Linked DNA regions of Danio rerio: region 2 is linked to region 1. Evidence: chromatin contacts called from public HiChIP or PLAC-seq data. All regions are on one chromosome and are shown on one strand. Each heading gives the region's core, a stretch centred on a gene start, on an enhancer-like site or on the middle of the called end of the contact. The rest is flanking DNA. Distances are from core to core; before and after follow the strand shown.

Region 1 (7,182 bases), core at 1,953-4,452:
CCCCTCAGTCCTGGCAAGACCCCCTGACTCATGCCTCATCAGCCATCAACAGCAAATGGTATCGCAATCTCTTTCAAATCCAAAACACCCTGTTTCATAGCACAGTGGAGTACTTCAACAACAAATGCAAGTATGGTTATGCACTGACACCAATCACGACAGACACAATTTCCTCTCCAATGGGTCTGGGGTCAGACTCTGAGCCCGTGTTTGTCAACATGCTAGGCCAAGATGTGTATCTGGCAGACTCTATGCAGTTTGTTTTAGAGTACTTCCTGAGATTTCATGATGGACTTCCTGGGGCTTACTATGTATCCCCCAGTTTCAGAGGGGAAGATCCTGATGCTACACATCTCAACCAGTTCTACCATGTGGAATGTGAGCTCCTGGGTGACATGGATGTTGCCATGAGTATAGCTGAAGGCTATGTTGCCCATTTGACAAAGGCAATGCTAAAGCAACATTCTGACATTATCTTAAACACTGCTGGTAAACTCTCTCATGCCCAGGAACTACTTAAGAATTTAGAAGGTCCCCTTCCAAGAGTAGCCTTGGATCAAGCCATTCACATTATGCCTTCCTCCGATTGCCTTGAGTGGGTTCAGGAGGGACAACCACAGTTTGGTAGGAAGCTAACTCGAAAGGGAGAAAAGGTCCTAATTGAGAAGTATGGAGGTGCTGTTTGGCTGACAGAAATGGACCATCTTGGAGTGCCTTTCTACCAAGCATATATCGAAGATTCAGGCCAGAGCAAAGCCAAGGCAGCTGACCTTCTCTTGGGCTTAGGAGAGACGGTAGGGCTTGGGGAACGTCATTCTACACCAGACATGGTACGAGAGGCCTTACAACACCATGCTGTGCCAGAGGACTCATACAAATGGTACATCAACATGCGTCAAGTCATGCCTCTTCTTACAAGCGGATGGGGTATGGGTACAGAGAGATACCTATGCTGGCTTCTGCAGCACAATGATGTCAGGGACATGCAAATCATACCTAGGCTGAAAGCAAAGAAGTTTTTGCCTTAAATGGTGCACATTGTCCTTAAATGATTTATCATGTTCATGGACTTTCAACATTTACAAATACTCAGTATTTATATCGACAGTTTTGTAGCATTACAGCTTGATCTAATGTAAGAAATAAATGGAAAATATACTCTCAAGAAGAATCTTAGAAATCATGTTTCAAATGGTTAAATGTTTAATTTTCTAGCAAAAAGTTTTGAACTTCCTTGACTGACAGTTAAATATATTCACAAATGTAAAACAGTTTTTATTTCTTCAATGCATTTACTGACATTGTTTTAGTTAAGATTAAACATGTATTGTAAGAACTTATGAGCCTTTAAAGTTTTATAGAATTGTAATAGTGCATTTATTTATCAAGACAAGTATTACTTTGCATTTTCTTTCTTATCTGTTAACACTTTCTTTGTGCTTATATGAATGCATTAAAACTTGCTTGCTGATTGCTAAAACTGTATTATTTTACAACATTATTTCAAGGTGATAATAAAAATGCATAACAATAACCCTTAATGCCTTTCTTTTTAAAATCATTTTTATCATTAAGTAATCTCAGTACCAAAATCAAGATTAGATATTAATCATCATCTAAAAATAAGCCATAAAATCCCTTCTTTCACAACTGCTAATAAGTGTAAAACAGCATTAGAGCTGTGCTAAAACTTTCGTTTAATTGTCATGACCAACACTCACTCCTACAGAACTGCATACCTTCTACAAACTACCAATAAATATTGTGACAAACTACAAAATAATAATAATAATAATAATTTCACAAACTGACAACAACATTTACTGAAAGAAACCAGTGCTTCTTTCTCCAACTCAAAAAAGTCACATAGGGGAAATAAGCAGTGACAAAAATCTATCCGACAACTTATGGCTTGAACCAGAATAATTTGATAAAATATTTTAGGATATAACTAAACAAATCTTAATAAATGAAACAGATGCCCTTTGGAAAATTTGCTGTTATTTTACTCACCTTTAAGTCATTCAAGATCTACAGCGGGTGCCATTGTTTCTAAGTAGAACATTAAAAAAACTCTAATCATTGGTTGTTCATAAAATGCAAGTAAACATCTACCAAACAATTTGAGAGTAATTAAAAACACATATACAGGCAAAATAAAATGAACACCTGTAACTTTTGAAGATACATTGAGGTCTTTTGAAGCAAAACAATCATTTGTGTAAGGAACTGAGCATTATTTACAACATAATTCCCTTTAGGGCTACAATTAAAATGGTCATATCTGATGGCCTCAGGATGAGCAAATTAAAACCAACTATTCATTTTTACAATGTCACTATCAATTTAAAAAACACAATTCTGAATTAAATGCAACTTTCTCATACATGTCAACACAATTTTACAATACTAGTTTTATATATATTTAATTGCATATTAATTAAAAAAATTTGTGAACTATAAGTTCAGAACTAGTATTAATATATTAGGCATAATATATATATATATATATATATATATATATATATATATATATATATATATATATATATATATATATATATATGAGGTTATCTACTTTTAATGCATCAATTCTATTCATTCATGTTAAATTATTTTATTTAATGTTACAAAAATCCTACTTTAGCTTAAAAATTTAATGTTGCACATTTATAATACAAGCAAGTCAGTTATTTGCAAGAATATTGAAGAAAAACGAAAATAAATATGAAAGAATGTAAAAACATTAAAGCTCAGTATCTAAGGGGCGATCTGTCATAAAAAAACACCAAATCAATCTATAATCATTTCCTATTAAGTGTTTCTTGCTAAATACCACTGCAATGCAAAAGACACTGTGAATGCAATTAAAAGATGATTGAAATGTCTTAGAAAGGCCACTGTTCTGCTTTTATCTGATTGCAGTGTGTTTAAAAATGTTAGCAGATCACTAGAAATTCTTAAAAGTCACAATTGGGAAAAAAACAGATATTACCAGGGGGCACCCGGATTTGAACCGGGGACCTCTTGATCTGCAGTCAAATGCTCTACCACTGAGCTATACCCCCTCGCAGAGGAAGCGGGGATTTCCATCCCACATATCCAGAAGGTTCATAGTCGTAAATAACGTATTTAATAGTAAAATGTACATTTTAATAATAAGAACCTCATTATTGTCATTTTCTATCGTCAAAAAATAAATAAATAAAATAGCCATTTCTAACCCTCTGTGTCGGTGTTATCTGTTCGTAATATAGACGGCTGTTATCCCGCAGAGGCGCATGAGTGTAATGGCCGCTCAAACTAGAGCTCTCGTAGCGGCCCGGTGGCTCGCAGACGCTGTCAAAAGCAACCGAGTGGGACCAAATCTGCGGATATTAGACGCATCATGGTATTTACCAAAAATGAAACGTAACCCCAGGGCTGAGTTTGAACAAACGCACATTCCGGGAGCCTCGTTTTTCGACATCGACGAATGTTGCGACAAAAGCTCGGAGTTTGATCACATGCTGCCTACCAAGGGCGAGTTTGCAGACTATGTGGGTAACCTGGGTATAGGAAACAACACTCATGTCGTCGTTTACGATGCCAGCGACTTCGGTTCGTTCTCCGCACCGCGGGTTTGGTGGATGTTTCGAGTGTTTGGGCACAGTTCGGTGTCGGTTCTGGACGGTGGCTTCAAGAACTGGTTAAAAGAGGGTCATCCTGTTTCCCAGCAGTACAGCAAACATGCGCCTGTAGACTTCAAAGCGTCCTTTAAAGAGTCATGGGTCAAAACTTATGAAGACGTGTTGAACAACATTAAAACTAAGGAATTTCAAGTAGTGGACGCCAGAGCCAATGGGAGATTTCGTGGGGTTGAACCAGAGCCAAGGGCAAGTACGTAAGGATTGTTTGTTATAGCTGTTATTGCATTAATTTTTCTGCAAAACAATGTGCCAATAACTTTCAAAATTGTAAATAAAAACAAATAAATAATCGAAACTCTTAAATCAGGGGACACTTTCTAAAACCTTTAACTTTGAATTGTTTGTTTTGGGTATTTTTTTTATTCTTGATTAAAGCATAAACTCCCTTAATTTTGATAGCTACATTTTCACCTAACAAGACTTAAAATCACATAAGTGTATCTTTATTTAAAAATATTTTGATTATAATAACAGGAAAACATCTCAAAAATATACTTCTGTGTTAAATCAATTTCATCTGCTCAGTTTTTTGTTTTCTTAATATCTTACAAACAGAAATATCCAAAATATTAAATGTCATTTAAATGTTTGTTAATTCACTGACGAATGTGCTAATGGTCAAAGTGACAGTTGAGATTTTTAGCTAAAAGCTACAACTATGCAAACCTGTTGCTAGGGGGGTTCGGGTGGTTCGAAAGACCCACCCCTCAGTGACAAAGGTCCAAAATGAGTCCCAAACATGAGCTAACTTGTCCTATTTTGACTGCTGCACCATCATAAATTGTAAAAATTGCCCATTAAAAAAGGCTTTACGACAAGCAGAATGCTCTGTTGGCAATCGCTTTTGTGTGACTTTAGCTAATCAGTTTTGGCCTATGCAAACTATATATTTTTTTTATTAGTGCAACATCCAGCTGTGCAAGAAAACATATAATCTGATGTAAGTGAGGTCATCCTTCGCTACTGTATTGTTTTTAACTAGAGAAACATTTTACAATTAACTTTTATTCTAAATCTTGGACCTTATTCTTGAAACACAAAATTACAGATAAAAAGGTGTGAAGCACCAAAAACGGCCCATCTTATAATTGTTTTCAATATTAATTTGGCTATTGTTGTTATCCATAAATTTTCATTCAAATGTCCTTTTTTTTTTTACAAGAGAGGCTAGAAAAATCATCAAGCTCTTTTATTGTGATTATGTTTTCATTTATTTAAATTTTTATTTGAATATCCAAATTCTAACTGAGAAAAGTTCTGGCTAGTTTGCTATTTGCCTAATAAATGACAATACACTCTCAGAAATAAAGGTACGTGAGCTGTCACTGGGGTGGTAACTTTTCAAAAGGTACACATTTGTACTTGAAGGTTCCATATTGGTACCTCAAAAGTATACATTACAAATTTTAAGAAGAACACATTTTTACTTAAGTATTAATATGTACCCTGTGATCACATTTATATCAATTTGTACACAGAAATACACCACTGTAAGATCAAAACTTATTTGTCAGAAATGCCAATATATCATTGGTTTTTATTTTCTCACCTTAGACACAGAGCCTGGTCACATCCCTGCATCACTCAACATGCCTTTTCCAAGCTTCATGGACCCAGAGTCAGGTCTAGAACGTCCGGTGGAGGAACTAACCAAGCTCTTCCAGCAAGCTGGAGTTGACCTGCAGAAGCCCTTCTGGGTGACCTGTGGCTCAGGTGTAACAGCCTGTCACATCGCCCTCGCTGCTCACCTGTGCGGACACCCGGGGGTCAGTCTGTATGATGGGGCCTGGTCCGAGTGGTTCACCAAAGCTGCACCTGAACACATCATCTCTGAGGGAAAAGGAAAACAGCCATGATTAATGGTGTCTTAGACCCATGCGGCACCTTTTCATCAATAAACAACTGATGACCAATAGAATCACTAGACTTTTAAAAAAATCACTGTGTTTTTTGTACTAATATTGTTTAAGAACTAAAGTCTATTTCTGGTTACAGTTATTTACACCTTGGAAGGGTGTTAAAATTAGACATAAGTATATCATTATGCTTTACCAATTCATAGCTCAATTAAGCTGCCAAATATCCTGAATTTATGGTCTGGTCACTTCAAAAACTTTGATTACTATATAATTGTCCTAGTCAAAGTAAAATAGCATTGCTTATTGTAAACATGTGATGCATATTTGTGTCACCTTAAATAATTTGGTGCTTTTAACTAAGGCTGATTAGTAAGTGATTTACGGGTTATCGATTGGAAGTGTTTCTAAGTTCAGTTGTTAAAGACTTATGTATTAAAGTAAGTTTTTATACCTGCATATCTAGGTTAAAGTTAATGTCCTTGATTTGAATGGGCCTAATGACCTTTGATTGTAATTGTCAAAACCACCTACAAAAATAATCTATTTACAAGACTGTTATTATATCCATAACATTAAGTTAATTTTCTTGTAATTTGTCTCATCAGATATTTTTCTGGCAACATGCGATTGATCTGTTACTATTTACTAGTTTTATAAACAAGTAAAATCCAAGTAATTGAACCCAGTTGTTCTGTTTTCTTTTAATTTTTTTTAAGAAATGTACTCTAAACACATTACTCGTCTTGTTAATAGTTTTTTTTCTGTCCGCGTGGTGGCGCTGTCGTGTTGACTCAAGACTGATGCAGGAGCGCAAATCCTACCTAGAGCAAACATCATCCGTTTGAAGGAAAAACTCAAATTAACTCGATGCTTGAGTGCAGAACTTGCAAACTATTCATTGAGTTTGTAATTTTGAATATGATTACAAATTAGAATCATACTATTCATGAAAGTCATAGTGCCATCTAGATTTTGTGTTGGACAGCAACAAAACTACGAGATTTGGGAATGTGTACCAGGAAAAGCAGGGCTAATAGTGTACTTCTGAGTTGTATAATAGATTCTAGAGATGATATCTTAGTTTGTTTTTACACATAGTTATTCAATATATAAAATTTGTTCAGCAACATATCTACTACCCCTTTTCATATTCATATTTCCATGCATAATTGTAAGTTTGTCTATATATGTGGTTATTAAAGTAATATTTTATTTAAATAAAATATGAGTTTATCTGCACAATATGGAAGACAATGTGGGCCAAAGCTTATCAAATCTAGATTTACAAAACTGACTAGATCAATGTTCTACTAATTAATCCACACAAGCTACACAGAAAAAAAAAGTTTAAGTATAAAGTTTAATCAAAATGTGAAGACCAACACTGGACTGACTGCCCACTATTCAATGTTCAGTTTAAGCTGGAACTATGTCACACAAGTAAACACAATAGGAACTTCCTGTTAATGTGGTCTAGAAACCAAACACAGGACATTTGATAAGGTCAGCATTCGTCAATGTGTCAGCAAGCACAACAGCCAATCAAACTGCTGCAGTTGTATTTGCATATAAGTCCAAACATACAAGTCAATACAAACATCAGACATCATGTTTTTTAATTGGAGGATTTTCTA
Region 2 (7,182 bases), core at 3,341-5,840, 250 kb after region 1:
AATGTGAAATAGATCTAAAATGTGAAATAGATCTAAAATAAATGTTTGTACACATCTGTATTAATAAACAGATAAGCAGTTGTGAAAATGAAAACTGAAAATGTTCTGTTGCATGATGATGGACTACACTGAAATTGCTTGAAAGTGATCATTTGTGAAAGAAATTGGCTTCAGCATTTCCAACTGTATCAAAAACATCTGCGGATACTCACACAACAACCCTTCTGTTGAGGAACCAGTATTTCCTTTGATGTCTGTCAAAACCGATGGGCTCCTGCCTGATGTACGGTCGGCTCTTCTGGAACTCTGTCAGACAGTCTGTGACGCCGGGCACTTTATGTGCCACACAAATCTCACATTGCCATTCGTCCTCAGGCACCTCCTCCAGCGGCGGCTTCACACACTCCAGATGATACACAGCGGAGCAGGTCTCGCAGCACAGCAGGTCTCCGAGTCTGTGACAAACCCGACAATGATCGTCGTACTGAATGACGCCCTCAGACATCAGCTCCTCACGGGCCAAGTTGGTGGTGAGAAATTGGTCCACCAGGAACTGCAAGACCTTGATTTTGCTCTCCAAAGGGCTGAACGGATAGTCTTCGCCCTCTAGGTCCGGGAGCACATGGTGATACTCAGGGTCGCTTTCGCAGTATGAACGCACCACTTCAGGCCAGGTCATGCCATCAATGAAGTACAGCGTGGAGTTGACGCTGTCCTTGAGGTCAGCAGGTCCAAAAGTGGTGTTGGAGGTGTCTTCTTCTCGCAAGATGGCCTTCAGGAGACAGATGTGCGTCTCCGCCATAAGCGTGCACTGCTCCTGTCCGACCAGAGCAGCACAGAAGTCCTCGAAACGGAATGGAGAGAGACGTAGGACGGTGCAGAAACTGCGAAGGACCTCGTAAATAGCCAATGCATTGAGTAGCTGCTCATTAGGGAGAAGGAGGTCCTCGGAAGAGTTGGGCAGCTCAAGCAGAGGAATCTCCTTCTGCTCCAGGATAGGAGAAGGTGGCCTCCTTGGTCTTGGCCTTTTACGACCTACTAAAACAGAGGGAATTAGAATCAGATTGGATTGCACAGTGGGACTATATATATGTGTGTGCGTTTTCATATACATATGTATTTTGAAGTCTGATGTTTGAGACCATATAAGGAGTCACCAACTTTTTCAACACTTTTACTGTTTCTTTTCAGGGTTTCTGCAGGTTTTACCAAGTCAAATGTAAATCTTTAGGACATTTTAAAGACCATTATGAATGAAACTTTACATTTTAAGAGGGCAAAATGCTAAGGATTTTTGTAATGGCCAGCAGATCTTTTCCAAACTTGCCCCATTAAAATAAAAATGCAGTTATTTCTTAGCAACATATTTTAAACAGTGTTGAAACAAGCTATTTTTTATTATAATAACTTCCTTTAAAAAAACAAGATTTAAAAACAATAACAAACTACAAATTTTTGAACAACATACTTTTATGCATAAATACATGGAGAACTTTTAAGAAGTGTTATTTTAAGGATGTAAGAAAGATAATTAAACCATATTGGTAAAATTCAGATGAATTGTTGTTGTACCGATTGGGTAGCTTTACAAGGAAAAAGAAAAATTAAGACCTACAACACCACATTTCAGTGAATTTTAAGCCTTTTTAAGACCCTGCGGACACTGTGCTTTTACTGAACTGTTAAAAACATTATAAGGCATGACAGTAAAATGAGGGAGAAAAAGTAAAAAAATATATACAAAAAGCATAAGTGTGACTTATCCACTAGTTGGACAATTTAAATAAATTGTCAGTGTCACACTAAAAGAGAACCAACCAAGTTTTAGTGGCATGACAGTTTTGAGATTTGGCTCAGAGATGTTTCAAAAAATTTAACAACACAGTGGTTTTTATAACAAGTGGTCAATTAAAGAAACATTTACCCATTTTTCTGCATTTTAAATACTGCATTTTTATGACAATACTTATTCTATTAATTTTTGTCATGTGTGACAGTGAAAAGGCAAAATCTTATCAACAACCCATGTGTTGAAAAGGCAACAAGTTAACGTTTAAAGCAGTAGTTCATTCAAAAATAAAAACTGTACCACCATTTACTCAATCTCAAGTCATCCTAGGTGTCTGTTTTCTTTCAGATGAAAACAACTGAAGCTAAAATAAATATTTTTAATTCAGTCAGAAGCTTCTCATTCATATCTATACTCATTATATACTTTTTCTGATGGACACAAAGAGGGATATTTTGAAGAATGTAAAAAAAAAAAAAACTCCACACTAAGGAAAAGAAATACAACTGAAGTCAATGGCTACCAGTTTACAACATTCTTCATGATATCTTCTGTGGTAAATAAGTTGGCAACTGTAAACAATGAAAAATTTTAGTTTTGGATAAACTTTATCTTTAAAAAATATTCCCAGGTTGTAATGGCATTTAATGCTTTTTAATAATGCTCCTGTGTCTGTCCAGGATTGTCAGTTCTGCATTCTTGAATTGTGTCATTTGTAATACATTTTAATGTAATGTATTGCTATTACATTTGCAAGTACAGATATCTAACAGAATCTGATGCATCTTGTATCTAACAATGTGATATCAGCATTTTTACATCTATGAAAAAACTAAAGCAAATAAATTTTAAATTGTGGAAAGAAAAATATAAAAAAATATATTTTAATTGGACACAATGTAAAACTATGATTGGGTGACATTATTAAACTTCAATTATTACAAAAGCCTTCCATTTCAAATAATTGCTTTGAACTTTAAATTAACCAAAATATCCACAAAAATATCAATCACTGTTCCCAAAACATGAAGCAGAATAATGCTTTTTACACTGTTAACAACCAAAAATGTTTGTTTAAAAGCAAATCAGAATGATTTTCAAAATATCAAGTGAGTGTAAAAATCAGCTTTTCCATCCCTGAAATAAATTCCATTTCACAGCACACGGATATTGAAAACAGTTGCTGGAAATTGATGTTTAACACATCCATCATTCAAAAACTGATTGCAGGACTGTTTCCATCTTACAGGTCGGGTGAAGAACTTTAACAACAACAAAGACTACATCATAAGTGTCACTATGACGTCATGCTCGAGCATGACACAGTAGCGGGTCGAAATTAAACTTCCTCCCCGCGTCAGGTGCAACGGCACTGGCGCTGGATTTCAAAACAATCGGCCGCATGCTGTCCTGTCATTAGCTGCACTTCAGCCCTGGCTACGTGGTGCAAACAGCACTCAGACAACCATACACTCATGCAAATCAGGCCGGATAGTAAGCAAACACCCAAATGACACATTTTGCCCCAGTTAGAAGAAGGTTTAAGAAACACGCGATTAATTTTAATAATAAATTATCTTATCAGCGCGAAATCAATTAGCCAGATGACGGGCTAACAAACTTTTGCAGTTCTCGTGAGTGGACTTAAAAACAGATCCAATTACTGTCACAACACAAAAACAGTCATATGATTAGAAAGAATTATTTAAAATCATTCAATAAAAATGCAAAAAGGATGCCTTAATTTAATACGCTAACAGGCTAATGTTAGCAAATACATAATTGACGAGTGAAGCTAACTTTTTGTTAATGACTTTAAAATCTGTTTCACTATTGTGCAATGTCAAATTAGGTCCAATGTTTAATTCTAAACCTTTTTCATCGCGATAACGTCATGCAATCTTAATTTAACCACAATAAAGCACTGCCGCGCTAAAGCTAAGTGCTAAACCAGCGGCCTCTGCCAGCATAGAAAAGCACCAGGATCCATTTTGAGTGTTTTGGTCAACAAAAGAGCGAGCGTTCAAGTTTAATTTCGCACTCATCGCAGCGCACTTATCAGCAATTCGTGGGTCCGACGAAGCGTCCGTACCTGTGTTGCTGCCGTGGCTGCTCTCCGTGCAGTAACTCGCATCGTCTTCATCCAATTCGTCCAGTTCCTCCAGGTAGTCGGACTCGTCGTTGATGGCCTCCTCCTCTTCTTCTTCCTCCTCTTCGTCCGTCAGAGGCTCCTCGATGTATTCGTCCTCCTCCGATCTCAAACTGACCGCATCTTCGTCGTCCTCATCGCTCTCGTGGTCGTCGTAAACCACCCCGCTCGCGGTGCTCCGCCGCCCCCTGCCTCTGGCCGTCCCCCTGCCTCTTCCTCTGCCTCTCGATGCCGTGGATCGCGCTTTTCTCCGGCCTCGTGTTGAATGGTGATGGGTCCCTCGTTTCGGAGTGACATAATCCTCATCCGAGCCCCCTTTCACCTTCGGTTTCAAGCTTCGGCGGGGTCTCAGCCCGCGCACCGGCCCCGTTGAGGGCTCCTGCACCAGCTGGGCTTTGGGCGGCCTGCCTCGTCTCCCCCTCATTATGGATAAAAATCTATTCTCTTCAGTTTCGCGTATTGCCTGCAGTTTACACGCAGCAAACCCGGAATTTCGGGCACCACCGCAAAGTTGATCCCTCGCAGGTGCGAATGCACTAGTCCCGCGGAGCCCCGGTCTCGGTTAACGAGAGAAAGCTCAAAACGATCGCCCGGCGCCCCGCTTCAGGTCGCTCGCAGCCGCCATGTTCTTTCCTCCCTCTCCGTCCGCTGACAACAGACAGCAGGCCCGTGCTGGCGTCACGTGACCGGCGCTCCGACTCAACGCTCGCTACTTTCACCACGATGTTTGCTGCGTTTTGCGTTTGTCAACACGCGTCCAGAGCGCGTGGTGCTGCTATTAGGCGCCTAAGCACGAGAAAATGTCTTTCTTTGCGTGCATCTGCTGGTTTTAGTGTTGTTTCTGAGCAGTGCCTCTTGTCATCTGTTCTCCATTTTCTTCTACGTGTTACCTTCAGCCGGTTCATTGAGATGGAGGGCTGACTGAAACATACTCGCCAGAGTTACAGTGTGAACAAAAATAAGTTTGAATAGGTGTTGCACTTCGTTTTTCCATTTTGGCAAGATGAAAATACCCACAATGTAATGTTTATTAGTTTAAAAGATATTTATTTATATATAATTATAAAAAAAATAGATTTACAAAATCATCATCAATAATTGTGTGATCTGTCATATCTGGATTTGACATGCTCAGAAAACTGAACATTTTACTTCAAAGAATCAAACATGTCTGATGGCATGTGCCTCTCATATAATGTAATCTGTTGGTCAAACATATAGGCTATAAATACGTTATTGAATATTTCATACATTTAATGTGATACAGCCATTAAGTTAAATTGATAAATATTTTATTATTATTAAAAAGTATTTTTTTCTAGATACACATTTAAATCCATTTATTAGACTGATTATATAACAAGGAATAAAGCTTTCTAAATATTTGAAACTGATATAAATGCACAGATAACATTTTAAGCTATTCAATATGAGTATGTATGGTTTTTCTCAGCAGTTTCAAAGTATATATATATATATATATATATATATATATATATATATATATATATATATATATATATATATATATATATATATATATATATATATATATATATATATATCATTGTTAGTGTGTGTAAGATTATATGGGAACAGAATGGCTTTCTGCCTGTTGGCTGCAAACACAAGTTTTGTAGACTTGAATTTGTGCAACGAATATTCATTTTCCAAATAATTTCAGAAAGTATTTTAAATTATATAAAAAGTGTGTGAGTGTGTGTGTGTGTTTAAAACAATTTTTACGCTGTTCTTGATTAATCCCCATCACAAAAACACTGAGATAGGATCATAACCTCACATACCTTTCAATGTCTTGCTCACACATTTTAATAACTGATGTCATATTTATTTGATTAATTAAAATCTAGTTAGCTGTTATGTTTTCCATTTCAATTCATTTTGCTTTCCTAAGCTTTAGGTTTGGTCCAGAGTGGTTAAGAATGTGTCTTAATTCATAGATGAAGCTTTGATGCATATTTACATCCAAAATAAAAGATGACAAACTAAAACAATGAAGACCTCAAATAGACCCACTCATCATACTCCAAAACTCAATGTTTGGGAGGAGAATTATTAAATAGAATAGATCAAGACCTGATCAAGACATTTACAACGTGCCAATAACATAATGCCTACACAACAATCAATACTGGAGTAACAGGGACCTCTGGTGGCGAGGTTGGGAATGAGATCGACGGTGTAACGATAATACATGAAACATGACATTTGTGTAGTTTATTTGTGTAGTACACTTTTGTTTGTAGAAGTAGGTCATTCCAATGATCTGTAGTGTTATTAGTAGCATGTGAAGTCGAACACATTCTGTTTTGATGCCCTGATTCTACAATTCGAATCTGTTATGACGTAATAAGAAATACGCGTTTACTGTGTTCTTTTAGAACGTGGTGGCATAAAGCCGATATTACAAAAAAAGCATGTCATGTCATTTCATACACGATGTGTTTTTATTCAAAACTGCTGCCAACGAAGCATATACAGCAAGTAGTCGTGGCCGAGTGGTTAAGGCGATGGACTAGAAATCCATTGGGGTCTCCCCGCGCAGGTTCGAATCCTGCCGACTACGGAAGTCTTTTTTTTCACACTTCTGATAAATTAGTTACATTTCTGTATAACCACAAAATGTCTATAAAAATCTCATTAAGAAACATCTAATTAAGTTTGACTCTTCGTTGCTTTAATCTTTTATTTGTCATTATTGTTTACTTGTTTAACGTTATTTCCTCTTATTGCATGGACTGTTGAAATTCTTGATTCTGATTGGCTGGAGGTTGTGCATTATTTTGGTTGAAACGCACAGGTAGTTCCAGTCATTTTTTGATCACAGTTCGAAATAAATGCGCTTCTCCCAAACCAAACGTTTATAATTACCATTACAACTAGCATATGCTGCGCAGGAAACCGATGAATCCTTCGCCTCTACGTCGTGCATTAAAATCCTTCAACGCACGAAAAGCCATTGATTATCCCTTATTTTACAGATCATCTCGATGTGTTCTGTCATGTGAGAGTGGTAAGAAAAGAATGTTTACATGTATACTGAAATGAATCTGTAAATTGTTGATGTCAAAATAATAATTATATTGATTAAAAAAAACATCTAATTTGAATCTTATATAATTTAAACAAACAAATAAAAATGTAATCAACATTACTTATTTAACCCAGATTTGATTAAAAACATGTTTTAATATATTTTTTTAATTTATGATTTTATATTTAT

Evidence for each region. HiChIP or PLAC-seq counts read pairs in DNA pulled down with a chosen protein or histone mark.
Region 2: a contact with region 1 is called in an H3K4me3 HiChIP or PLAC-seq map of gastrula embryo, with 4 times the contacts expected there. The contact joins the promoter of bptf here to the promoter of mpst in region 1. A contact is called at or near these places in 2 of 4 datasets of contacts at active chromatin or transcription factors (embryo and gastrula embryo).

Annotation. Positions count from the first base shown.
Region 1 is chr3:23,907,430-23,914,611 of GRCz12tu, forward strand. It overlaps mpst (mercaptopyruvate sulfurtransferase), which reads left to right and starts at 3,203. Exons shown (of 2, transcript NM_001089346.1): 1 at 3,203-3,879; 2 at 5,244-6,221. The coding sequence starts at 3,291. The coding sequence ends at 5,545. It overlaps trnac-gca (transfer RNA cysteine (anticodon GCA)), which reads right to left and starts at 3,068; the gene lies at 2,997-3,068. LOC141381198 (a long non-coding RNA gene) reads right to left here. Exons shown (of 6, transcript XR_012400986.1): 6 at 4,056-5,519. It overlaps si:ch211-256m1.8, which reads left to right. Exons shown (of 4, transcript XM_001335646.8): 4 at 1-1,534. The coding sequence ends at 1,028.
Region 2 is chr3:24,160,490-24,167,671 of GRCz12tu, forward strand. It overlaps bptf (bromodomain PHD finger transcription factor), which reads right to left and starts at 4,591. Exons shown (of 31, transcript XM_073944489.1): 1 at 3,882-4,591; 2 at 213-1,035. The coding sequence starts at 4,362. It overlaps trnas-aga (transfer RNA serine (anticodon AGA)), which reads left to right and starts at 6,444; the gene lies at 6,444-6,525.